Regions from separate parts of the Drosophila melanogaster genome. Here regions 2 and 3 are each linked to region 1. A link is a contact called in public Hi-C and HiChIP or PLAC-seq data. All regions are on one chromosome and are shown on one strand. Each heading gives the region's core, a stretch centred on a gene start, on an enhancer-like site or on the middle of the called end of the contact. The rest is flanking DNA. Distances are from core to core; before and after follow the strand shown. Region 1 holds the start of GstT3 (Glutathione S transferase T3). Region 2 holds the start of lncRNA:CR44885 (long non-coding RNA:CR44885). Region 3 holds the start of Nup205 (Nucleoporin 205kD).

Region 1 (4,173 bases), core at 949-3,448:
AAGAGGGAGCTCGTCTACGACGACGTCTTCGCCACGTGGGAGGTGATCTGGGCGGCCAAGCACATCGCCTCCGGCCACTTCGTACTCTTCCTGGCCCTTGCCCTGCTGGAGACCTATCGCGACATCATTCTCTCGAACAGCATGGACTTCACCGATGTCATCAAGTTCTTCAATGGTGCGATACATGGCATACAACTTATAAGTAAAATTATACCAATTGCTATATGGTTCTTGTGGTTTCAGAAATGGCCGAACGCCACAATGCCCAATCGGTGCTCCAATTGGCCCGGAGTTTGGTTCTCCAACTGCAGATGATCATCGAGAACAAGTAGAGAAATGGATGGGCAGAACCCAGCCGTATATGTAGCTACATAGAGCGTTATTATAGAATCTAGATTCAGTAGTTCAGTCAAATTTCGTTTGCCAAATAACACAGAAACGCACTATGAAAACGCAGACTAACAAACAAACAATAAGTAATAAGTATGTGTCGATCGATGTCTTCGCTATAAAGTATTCAAATTAGATTTGTATGCGACCAGAAACCACTGAACCTGAACCACTAATCCTGTAACTGTAATCCTAATGGTAACTTAACCATAGTAGGTCTAGTAAGTTCTTCCCAAACTCCTCAAGCATATCCCCAAAGTAAAGGAAACCAGAAAACAGGGGCAGCAAATGCATAAGACTCTGATTAAAAGAATGAAATCATATATGAAATCTAAAACCTTATACAACTGTATAGACATCTGTTACTCACACTTTGCACTCGAACAATTTGTTTTCAGTGCATTGGTATACATACGCGAAAAACATATAGTACATATGTACATATAGTATGTTTTATTATGTAGAGAAAATCAGGAGGGTGCAATGTATTTATCACGTTATATCAAAGGTTCGCCCTAGTTTATCAATATACACAACAAAAAAATTGAATTGAAGGAAAATATACATTTTACCTAACTTGAAACTTTCAATATTAAGTATTAGAAAACGTTGGACTGAGTGGTTGGTTAGATGTCTATGTCTTCAACGCTCTATTGTATGTATATTATCAAAATTTCAAGTTCTTATATTATGACACTGACCAGAAAAATTTGCAACAAAAAAAAAAAGAAAAAAAGCCTAATAATATTTTAAAGGGGCTGTATTTGCAATCGCACATCACACAAAAAAACGCATGCATCAAATTATAAATTACAATTCGTTGCAAAGTAAACTCAGTACCAGCGAAAAATATCCAATTGTGTGTAACAATCAAGTCAACAATAAGTCAAGTACACCTAAACTACCATATATACATACATATGTATCTGTATGTACATATATGGGCGGCATATCGTCCGATCTTATGTGTCTACTATATCTACATATATTATGCGCTGCCAAGCCAAGCCAAATCAAGTTCCCAGTTTTATTTAATTGTATTTTATTTTTATATACGTATATTTACAAAGCGTACGAATAACTATTTCCCCCACTGTGTGATCTCTCTCTCTACACCGAGTATAAATGTTGTGGATTATCTTTATACCCTAATTTATACTCTTTGTAAATGTACCTTTTCCCGGCCAAAGAGGAGGTGGATGACACCTTGGCTCCACTTTATCTCAATTAAAAAAAAAAAAACCACATATATACGTGTGTGTATATACATACATACGTCTGTGTATATATACACGCCCACGCAAATTGTATATGAATATATATATATACATATATATAGTTAAAATGTATACAAGTACAAAGCAAAAGACGTCGGTATGTTTGAATCGGAATTAATAAATACACATACGATATATACCTAATCGAAAACGAAGTTTGCGTGGCGGATGGCTATTTCGAGATATATGCAGATAAATAAATCCCGATCCATCAGCTGTTCAGGTGAATGGTGCACCTGTTGCCACAGAACTGGCAATGGGGTAAACAATCTCTCCTTATCGAGCGATAAGACGGACCTTCCCTGGGGAGTTTCTATTCCTGGCCTTCCGCCGTTGCCAATGGCTCAGAACTATTAGATAGATTGATTATTTACTCTACAATATACATATTTCCGATTGGCCGGCGGATGTATGAAGCGCAGTTGCACTGGAATTTTTAATTATTTAATTATTGCATTATGGAATTCTCTCTTTCCTATATCTTTCGCAATATTATCAGAGGGTAGCACCTACTCAATATTCACAATAATTCGTTTTTCGATTTGCAGTGTAGCTGGTGCAACGAGGGAACTACGCCGCCTTATCTCGAGGGTTTCTAATACCTTGCGCCTATTCTCTTTAATTTTTGTTTATTCGACTCCCAGTCGCATTCGCATTCACATTTTCTACGCATCCACGACCTAGAGTATATAAGTTGGAGCAGCTGCATCATCCAGTTCATTCACTGGCTTAATTCAGTGGAGTTCGGATCTCGTCATGTCGGTGTCGTTTTTGGCCAGTTTACTGGGACTCAGCAATGACGAGGATCAGCTGCAGGTGGCCTTTGATGAGGTGCTCAAACGTAGAGGTTAGTTTAAAATCAATGTTTTGAAAGTTGAATTATAAGAGTAAAGTAAATTTAATTTAATTGTGATAATTAATTAATTTCTTCTTTATAAATATATATTTTAAAAGCAGTAGACAAAGTTGTAAGTTTAGTAAGTGTAAGGAACTCGAATTATTCTAGTTCTATTCTATGCTAAAAAAAAGAACATAATGAAGGACGGGAGAAGTTTATAAATCTGATAAACTCTCTTGGAAACTTTCATTTGTTTATTTAAAAAATGAAGTGCTTACTCCCAACATATCACACGATATCTAAAATATCTAAATATCTAAAAATCACACGATATCTAAAACTAAATATCTAATCCGATTTCTTTGGCCAGGCAGTGATCTAAAAAACTTTTAGATAAATAATAAATATTAAGTCAGAAATATTTTTTTTCTTAATTGTTTATAAGTCCGTTACTTGATTTTCGCACTAACGCGTATCACTACTGAGCGCGCAGAGCTTTTCGTTGATGAAATCCACTACGTAAAGCTCGCTCTCCCCACAATTCACCACTTCACTACGTACGACTTCTTGCCCCGCCGCCAGCTGATTTAGATTCGATCCAAGTTGTTGGCTCAGTGGAATAGCTGCAGTTGCCCACCGACCGTGTTTGTGGTGAGTTCAGGGGTGTGTTGGGTGTAGTGCTGCTATGCGGCTTTCCGTGGAGATTCTTCGGTGATCTTTGGACCGGCGCCCATTTATTTGTTTTGAAGCCTCCTCTAACCACTGCAAGCACCTTCTCTTTGCAGTTCCCTCCAGACAGCCAACCAACCTGAGGATGTCCGCTCCCATTCGCTACTACTATGACCTGATGTCGCAGCCCTCGAGGGCGTTGTTCATTATCTTCCGGCTGAGCAACATGCCCTTCGAAGACTGCGTGGTTGCCCTGCGCAATGGTAAGGGTAACCGGTGTGCGGGTCAAAGTGTGTCCATGTGGTGGACAGGAGTGCCAATACCTCACGTATCTCAAACGAAGTACAGAACGTAACGTCTTTTTCACTGATCAATACACAATCATTTTGCGCTTTAGCCACATTTAACAATTGTACCTTGATAAAAGGATTTATCCATAAAATATTATTTAGTTTGTGAATAAGTGCGTTACGTTGATACAACTGTTAGTTTAATAGTTTTGGTAACATCTGTGCTTTTTTTTTTGTATGGCTCCACCCGCCACTGCCACCGCCACCACCATTTATGGGTGCAATCTAATCTCGACTACGGTCTTTGCCCCACAGGCGAGCACTTGACCGAAGACTTCAAGAAGGAGATTAACCGCTTCCAGCGTGTGCCCTGCATCCACGACAATGGCTACAAGCTAGCGGAGAGCGTGGCCATCCTGCGCTATTTGAGCGCCAAGGGCAAGATACCGGAGCACCTCTATCCCAAGTACTTCGTTGACCAGAGCCGCGTCGACGAGTTCCTCGAATGGCAGCACATGTCCCTGCGGCTCACCTGCGCCATGTACTTCCGCACCGTGTGGCTGGAGCCGCTTCTGACAGGACGCACACCCTCCGAAGCCAAAATCGAGACGTTCCGCATGCAGATGGAGCGCAACCTCGACGTAGTCGAGGAGGTCTGGCTGGAGGGCAAGGACTTCCTCACCGGATCCTCCCTCACCGTTGCGGACAT
Region 2 (4,173 bases), core at 478-2,977, 680 kb before region 1:
CCACGAAGTACCAGAAAGCGACACTTGTCACATAACCTTGGAGTGGGTTAGATATTTTTCTATACATTGAAGTTTAATCCTTTGAAATGAGAAATATAGTGAGAGATCGTCTTCAATCATGTTTCACAATTATCGTTATATTTTGTAGCATATTACGTCGTATCACAGTGACGATTACATTACCAACTTAATTAATTAAAAATAATAATGCTCATAGTATTTTCTTAGTCTGGTGCCTCATCACGTTGAAATAACGTTAGAAAAGAGCGTAGAGTACCTGAATTTTGACCTACCACCTGCGGAATAGGATTTGCCATCCCTGCCACTTGAGCAATTCTACGCAGAGTCTCTGCGCCACATGCCTCCATACTCGGATCTCGATCCTCGATATCCAACCGGGTAATTGCAAGGTGCGTGCATCGATATGTCTCTGCTATATCGGCAGATTTATACGGACGGACGAATGGACAGACGAACGGACAGACGAACGGACAGATAGACAGACGGCCGGAGAAGGGAGGGTGGATCTTGCGTGCTGGTGTCAATCACAGTCCTTCTATCGCTCGGGTCGGGTTTTTGGTTCCTCTGCGTGCAACTTGTGTGCCGCAGTTAATGACTTTTTAATTGAGCAGGTACAGATGTCCGTCCCAGCGCCGTCACTTTTTTCCCTCTTTTCTCTTAATTGCGCGGGACGATGGGCAACTTACACCTGTAACTTTGAATTCTCAATAATGCAATCTAGCGACGTGTATGCAGGATTTCAATGCTGTAACTCACCACTGTCGTGTGCAGTAACAATATGTTTTTGAATTAAATTAAAATAAAACATTAGCTTTGTTTATGCCATCACTGTTTCATTATTGAATCCTGCAAGCAAAGTTGATCAATTAAATGTAAGTGTATGTTTAAAATCAAATAGAGAGGATTTTACCACAACTTTCAAATTTGTTGACATATGTATGTACATGAAGACTTATTTGTTTATATACTTGCATATGTACTTGTGTAGATTTCTATGTAAACGCATGCTATTATCTAGTATTTACTCTTCACACGGTAATTATGAATTACACAGCAGAAATTGCTCACTTTTCTTTCTATACTCTAAAAGTGGGTATCTTAGTTTTATAGATCTCCTCTATAAAACTGTGAAAATAAACCTTCTAAACTTTCTAAAAGTATGTATATGTATGTAGATTCTTGAAAAAAAAATCCAATTAATAGTAAAAAACTCAAGGATTGTACCACATACCTGTGTACATATGTATGTACGTACATAAGTATATGTACATACATGCATATGTACATATGTATGTACATACGATCCTATAAAAACATTCGCGTTGAATATTGTCGACTTTATAGGGTTGATTTTAAAGATATTTTCAAGTAATACGATTTTTGTACCCGGTACATGAGTATATCATAACACATTTTTATATACAATATGTAACTTGTAAGCAAATTAAATACAATCTTTTAATCTTGTATCTGCCAATGGAAAAAGTATGTACATATGTTGATTTTGATCGGCGCATCTTTACCAATTTATGTACATCTATACATCCAGATATGATCATTATTATTACTATTATTCATATTATTATTAATACTTTGTGCGGATCGCTGTGGTGGGCCATTGTTGTTGTTTTTCTTTCTGTTGTTGTTGCTGCGTTTGTTGCCTTGTTTGCTTGTCGGCTGTTTTCGTTTGCACAATATCTATATCTTACTCTCTTTCGTCCCTGGCGTTTTCTTTCGTTTTCTCTTCCCAATCTCCGCTTGTTTGCCCAACACTTCTTCTTCTTCTTCATCATCTTTCACAGCGCTCTCTTCATCGTGCTCTGCTTCTTCCTCATCAGCGCCTTGAGTTTCAGTTCTCATTTGCATATCTCAAAGATTTTTATTTTTGCCAGTTACGATTTCAATTACTCGCGCCAAAAGAAGAAGAAGACGAAGCAGCAGAAACGCGAAGAAGAGAGTGATAGTGATAGATGGATTGGGATGGGAATGGGTGGTGGGAAGAAAGAGAAGATCGATGGGAGAAGAAGAAACGGAAGAGCCGAACAGCCGGCAAGCAAAATAATGATCGTAGAGCCTCTTAAAACAGGGTGAAATGCGAGAAAACCATCACAAAAACTAAGTACACAAATTCACATACAGATACAGATACGAACGCCGATGGAAAAACACAATGGGCAACTAAGCCAAACCAAAACAACAAAACGAGCGACAAATACTGCTCGATCATAATTGAAAAATGCTTGCTGGCCAACAAAAACAATAACAACAGCCAAACAACAATGAGAGAAAAAACAGCAGATGCAGAACGCACCAACAACCAAATGCCATCGCATATTTTTAAGCAGTGGCAAAGGAAGAGAAAGGGAGAGAGAGGGAGAGCGACACGAAAAGGAGTTGAAAATGTAAAGGAATTCAATTTGAAATGCAAACAATGCAGCTCACACACACGCATACTAACGCATACGAATGGGAAGTGCAGTAAAATGGCAATGGAACACGAACAGCGAAATGAGCAGAGAAGAAAACATCGCGGCGGCAGAGCCGTCGGCTGAGGCAGAGGCTACACTCGCAGAAAAACTATGCGAAGTAACAGTAGTGTGCCCTGTGTCCATTTCATTATTATCAAACTAGATTATACAAATATAGAGAAAGGGTAACAGTGATTTACGTACAGGGTGTGAAAGGGGATAATCTTAATCTAATTTTATCCACAATGTATTGAAAACACAAATAAATCTTCTAGTGCGGCATACCGATAATTAGAGGGTTATGCTGATTGTACTATTACAAAAAGGCGCTCTTACTCAAAACGTACATTTCAGTTGTGTAGCACTGTAAAATGCTTATTTGTAGATCCAAATTTTGGTTCAATTTAATGAATTGGTTGTTTTACGAGACATTTATTTCTGTGTAATGTTAACTTACAATTTTTACTACTAAAAGTAAGAGTATACGAATTATACTATTTGAATCTAACGGATGATTGTATTGAAAGTGGGAATATATGTATATATATCTTTTATTATAGCTTTTTGTTCTTATCTTAACTACCTTTTTTCATTTATTAATTAATGTCACAAAGTCGTAGAGTTGCCACATAGTGCGACAAGGCAAAGTGACACCGGAAATTGGGTAAACGCAGCTCCATTGGCGTGGGCAGTTGGCTTTATGGGGGGGAAAAGTGTGGGTAAAATGTTGGGGATGGTGGGAAGGTGGGAAATGGATGTGGATGTGGAAGGGTCACAGCTTGGCTGGCATTTCCTGTGGCCAACTGTACCTTCTGTTCCGCACACACACGCACACACACAAACACAAACGCAGGAGCAGGCTTACTCACACATGCGCCGAGTTTTAATCATTTAAAATCGCAACTGTTATTAATATTTAAGGCTTCCACATAATGAAAAGCATACACACACACAAACGCAGACACACACATATGTACATATGTACATACATTGCAAGGAATATATTATGATATCTACTCGTAGTATAATTTCATCTCGAGTGGAGTTTTAATGTTAATGTGGCGCCAAAAAAGTTGAAAATATTAAACATGATTTTTGCATGACCATATGAGCTGTTTGCAAATACTTATCGTTAGCAATCTGAAGAGCCCTCTTAGGTAGGCAACACTTTTTGGCCAGGATTTTAATGTATACTAGATATTCGCTTGTAAAGTACATTGTAAATGGCTAAATTCCATTTAAAACAATTTAAAAATAATGCTCAATGAACTACAAATACTTTATTTTGTTATTTTATTTTATTTATTATTTGAAAAGATACAGCTGCAAGGCCGCGAATTTTATATATTTTTGGATTGACCTAAATTAAAATGGTTGTCACTACTAATGTACAATGAAATGAAATATTACTATAAAAAGTATCAAATAATAGTAATACTGGATAGACATTTATTTTGGTCATACCTATTTCTTTCAGTGCAGCTTGATACATTTAATTTCACATGGACTCCCGAAATTTAACTGTATTTCCCCACCGTGCGGCATGACCGTCTCCGCATTTTCGCCCACATGACCATCCCCCCGCGAACCAAATAATCCCCATTCCCCCCCGCCCGCCACTACCAACGCTCTAAAATATCCGAGCGCCAATTTAAATTTAATATCGACGCATGGTCGGACAATC
Region 3 (4,173 bases), core at 1,153-3,652, 620 kb before region 1:
CATCTATTGAGACCAGCCAAGCGATGTTCAAACATTGTTTAAATATATAGTTCACTTATAAACAAAATGTTTTTGTTGGATCTGATTATTATCTCGTCCAAATGGAGCCTTTGTTTTAACTGTTTGTTACCATTCTGATCCAGAAACTAATCGACCTTCCTGGTTGGGGTTGTGCCACAAACTGCTGGGAAGTGAAGTGGCTTAGGGGAGCGGGGCGACGCCCGCTGTTGCGGCAAAACAAAGGGGCAGCAACAACATCGCGTTTGTTGCTGTTGCCGCATGGTATCGCACATCGCCTTTGACTTTTTTCGTGTGGAATCGGGTTTTCTTCCGCCGCCCGCGCATAAACAAATCGAGAACCTCAGAGGCGAAAAACGAAAAACAGAACCACAACGATCGGGAACTCTTTTCAGCGTTTATGCACGGTGAAAGTAATGGGGCAAGAACGGAGAAAGAGGCGCAAGAGAGAGCGAAAAAGTTAGTACACCAATTAATGGGTCGGCATTCTGTTGGACTTGAAAGCATTGAGCACTTTTTGTGGTCGTTTTTGCCCCAGCAGCTGGTCCAAAGATTAATCATTCCGCTCTCTGCGTTTGCTTTTATTAATTCTCCTTTGACCCATCGAATGGGGGGAGTGGTAAAGTTTTAAGTTTCTATATTATCAAACTATAGGAAACTATATCCATGATACTAGTTGGGCAGTCTCAACTTTGGAGTACCGAATTTGAAGTCTTTTGATCACCTAGCACTGCATAACTAGGTTATTTTCATAGCCAAGGAGTAAAGTATACTGAATACACTCGAAAAAAAAAACACTAATAGAGAATTATAGTTAATACAATTACCAACCATATGTGAGTCTACCATTTGCACCGTTCTTACTATAATTTGAAGAAGCTGTACTTTAAAGGTATAGTTCAGTTTCTTCCTGTGTACTCTGTCCTATGACTTCTTTTTTTTTTGTGTGTGGGAGCGAATTATGAAGTACAGAGGAAATGGTCGAGCAACACAAACGCACACACACATTTGGAGAAACTTGGGAGATACTTACATTTGTTATTGTTGCTGCTTCCTCGAGGCTGTGCTGTTGTTGTTGCCGCTGCTGCTGGTGGTGTTGTTGTTGTAGCTGTTGCTGGAGTAAGTGCAGTTGTTGCTGTTGTAGTTGTTGTTGCTGATGTGCCGCAATACCACCACAATCCATAGTAATTACGGGTGCGAGGGGGCGGGGTTAAGTGTGTGTGGGAGTGGAGTGGAGTCGTCAATTGGGAGCGCACTCTCTATCTCTCTCTCTCTCTCTCCAAATCTCGCTCTCTGTATTGCTGCTCCTTCGCGCGATCGCTTACTGCAGCGGAATGAAAAGCGAAACAGACATAATTGAAGAAATGCGATAGCTCTCCGTCTTGAATTTCAACGATTCGCCGTAAGGGAGCGCTGTTAACCGCTATTTCAGTCACTGTTTGTGTCTTGTTCCTTTTTTTTATTTTTTTTTATTTTCAGCTAACTCTGCAGTTTGCCTTTGTCCATATTTTCGGTGGAAAAACCACTTCCTTGCTCTCTCGCTCTGGCTCCCTTGCTCTTCTATACCGCTCTCTCTCTCGCTCGCCAGGCGTTGCGTGGGCGAACGTAGGGGAGAGAGCAAGCGAAACGAAAAGAGAGAGGCGAACGCAGTTTGGAGTTTTATGCACTGGAGTTGTGAGTATGTTCGTGTGTGCCTGTGTGACTGCTACCCCCACACACTTGCACTGCCTCTCTTCCTCTCTGTCGCTCTCGCACACCCAGTACCAAGTACTCTGAACTCCAACTCCAGTTACAAATTCAATTCCAATTCGAATAATTCCCAATGAAATTTGAATTTTCCTTCCAATTGCACTGGCTTTGGCAGTTAGTATCCCTTTTGGCATTTATTGCAGCCGAACTGCGCCGATTGCATTTGCATTTACACTTCTACATCCACTTCCACATCCACTTGCATCGACAGCCAGAACCAGCATCCCACTATGGTGCAGTTCAGCCTGCCCGCGGCCATCGGTGATTCACTCACAATGCGAACAGGACACCACTTGGGCAGTGCGTTCGCTGGCCAAATCAAGTGGCGGAGAACAGAAAAAAAAAAAAACGCGAATCGGAACAAAACAAATGGATGCTACTATCGGGTAACTACGAAAAGTCCGTGCGTAGATTTTCACGAAAACGCCCCGCCCGCGCCGCACTGAAGTTGTGTTAGTTAGTGGTGCGACAACGCACCGATGCAGCGCCTCGATTATCGTTCGATAAGCATCGATTTTCCGATTGACTTGGTTCGAATCAACCGTTTAGCCAGCGCAGCAACCGCAGTTAGCGGGCACAAGCACCGAAGCGCGTACGAGCGTGGTGAGTTCGTACGGTGGTGAACATCTGTGTTTTCCAGTATTTGCAGCACCCAGCCCTGGTAACCGGCGCCTTGTCGCAAAGCGAAGCAATCTTGCCGCGTTTTATAGTCAATAACTGCGAATCAGCAAGAACTGCGTGAACTGAGCGAACCGCAAAACCAAGTGAAATGGATGGTGAGTGCCTGGCCAACGAGCAGATGTGCGTGGGTCGCCAAATCACTAATGCCACCCATGCGTCCACAGCTGTAATCGAGGACATGTGGACGCCGTACAAGCATTTGTACAACACTTTTCAGACCGCGGTGTCCAATCGCAGTGGCTTCACCTCGGATCTGGAGCAGTGCCTCAAGAAGTACAAGCACAACTTCAGCAACTTGCTGCGCAATCCGGTGGGTATAGCAAAACAAGCGCTTGCAGATCCGTAGATTTAACTAATTATTGATAATCCATTATTGAAAATGTCGGCAGCCGAGAAGCGAGAAGAGCCGCAATCTCCTACGAAATGCCCTCAACGAAGGCGTCCCGATGCAGGGGCATTCGCGAAAGACAAAGATGTCACAGGACCTGGCCGACGAGGCGGTCATTCTGTCCGACATGTTCGATCTGGACGAGGGTTTCGCCGTGGAGCTGCTGTGCACCGCACAGCGCCAGCAGAAGCATCATCCCGGCCTGTCCAGAGGCCTTGTCGCGGTGCTGCTCTACTACGATGGACGAAAGGCCATCAGCTGCACGCTTCGCGACATGTTCCAGGTGGTTAGCGGCGTCTCGTGGAACACCGAACTGCCCAAGGAGGTAAGTTTCGAGATTTCGACATCGCAGGCATCGCAGTGCCGCTGAAAGAGAGATTCACTGACCCTGATTATCGTTCTACGCACGCAGATCACCGGTCTGGTCACTAACTATGCCGAGAGCCTTGTCGACGGCTCTGGGATACTGGGACGCCTGCTGCAGCTGCTCGAGGAGATGGATGTCGACAAGGAGGTGGGTTTGTATGCGCCTGTTTCTGAAATTCTCTGAAATTGCATATCTTCCTTCGCAAATTGTTATTCATTTGTTGTCCAACGTTCGCAGTGCGCTATGCTGACCACAAACCGCGCGTTTGGCTCCAAGAAGCATCAGAACCAGGTGCTCGGCCTATACGAGGACATTCAACAGGCATTGGCAATGGCCCTGTTCAATTGGTCGGCACAACGCGGCCTGCCGCGACACATTGCCATTCGGCTGATGCACCAATTGGCCAACCGAAAGAACCACGACGCGGGCGGCAACATGGACGACGTGACCCTGATCATGCTGATGGCTCTGCTGTATGCGTACGATACCTCCATGCTGCTGGTCACCGAGGAACCCAATGAGCACACAACCCGACTTCCGATCTTCAGCGATCGCGAGTTCGCCGAGTGCTTCCTGGAGGAGCTGTACGCGCAGAGCAGCTGGCAAGCACCGCGCCTGAATGCCATCATTGCCTACAGCTTCGGACTAACGCTGGCCAGCCTGCGGCATGCACCTTTGCAGCTTCAGGCCACCGCCATCTCGATCATCAATCGCGATGAGATGCTCATCGACGAGGCACTGGGAGCGCAGGTATTCGTCTTCTTCCACAGCTTGCTGCTCGAGAAGGATCTGGTCTATAGGTGAGTACTGACAACTGAAGTGTCAATTGCCGATTCGCAAGCTAATCATCATTTGTGCTGACAGCACGCAGTTCTTCTACCGCCGCGTCCATCTGCTCATCACGGACTTCATCGACTTCATGAACTCCAAGGTGTCGGAGCTGCGCGGCCGAGCAGACGAGTCGTCACAC

The links. Hi-C and Micro-C count contacts between places; a contact is called where the count stands out from the background. HiChIP or PLAC-seq counts read pairs in DNA pulled down with a chosen protein or histone mark.
Region 2: a contact with region 1 is called in a Psq HiChIP or PLAC-seq map of the Kc167 cell line, with 4 times the contacts expected there. The contact joins the promoter of lncRNA:CR44885 here to the promoter of GstT3 in region 1. A contact is called at or near these places in 1 of 107 Hi-C or Micro-C datasets (the S2 cell line) and 1 of 6 datasets of contacts at active chromatin or transcription factors (the Kc167 cell line).
Region 3: a contact with region 1 is called in a Hi-C map of the OSC cell line, with 4 times the contacts expected there. The contact joins the promoter of Nup205 here to the promoter of GstT3 in region 1. A contact is called at or near these places in 12 of 107 Hi-C or Micro-C datasets (the D17-c3 cell line, the Kc167 cell line, the OSC cell line and 5 more) and 1 of 6 datasets of contacts at active chromatin or transcription factors (the Kc167 cell line).

What each region holds. Positions count from the first base shown.
Region 1 is chrX:20,465,257-20,469,429 of dm6, forward strand. GstT3 (Glutathione S transferase T3) reads left to right here and starts at 2,199. Exons shown (of 5, transcript NM_001298566.1): 1 at 2,199-2,514; 2 at 2,951-3,156; 3 at 3,291-3,437; 4 at 3,780-4,173. The coding sequence starts at 3,320. tbc (trabuco) reads left to right here. Exons shown (of 9, transcript NM_001298565.1): 8 at 1-175; 9 at 244-1,809. The coding sequence ends at 332.
Region 2 is chrX:19,786,429-19,790,601 of dm6, forward strand. It overlaps lncRNA:CR44885 (long non-coding RNA:CR44885), which reads right to left and starts at 1,728. Exons shown (of 3, transcript NR_123962.1): 1 at 1,614-1,728; 2 at 778-867; 3 at 302-715.
Region 3 is chrX:19,849,812-19,853,984 of dm6, forward strand. It overlaps Nup205 (Nucleoporin 205kD), which reads left to right and starts at 2,403. Exons shown (of 10, transcript NM_167687.3): 1 at 2,403-2,758; 2 at 2,838-3,161; 3 at 3,249-3,350; 4 at 3,441-4,003; 5 at 4,068-4,173. The coding sequence starts at 2,537. pico (pico,) reads right to left here and starts at 2,248. Exons shown (of 4, transcript NM_134519.3): 1 at 1,052-2,248. The coding sequence starts at 1,201.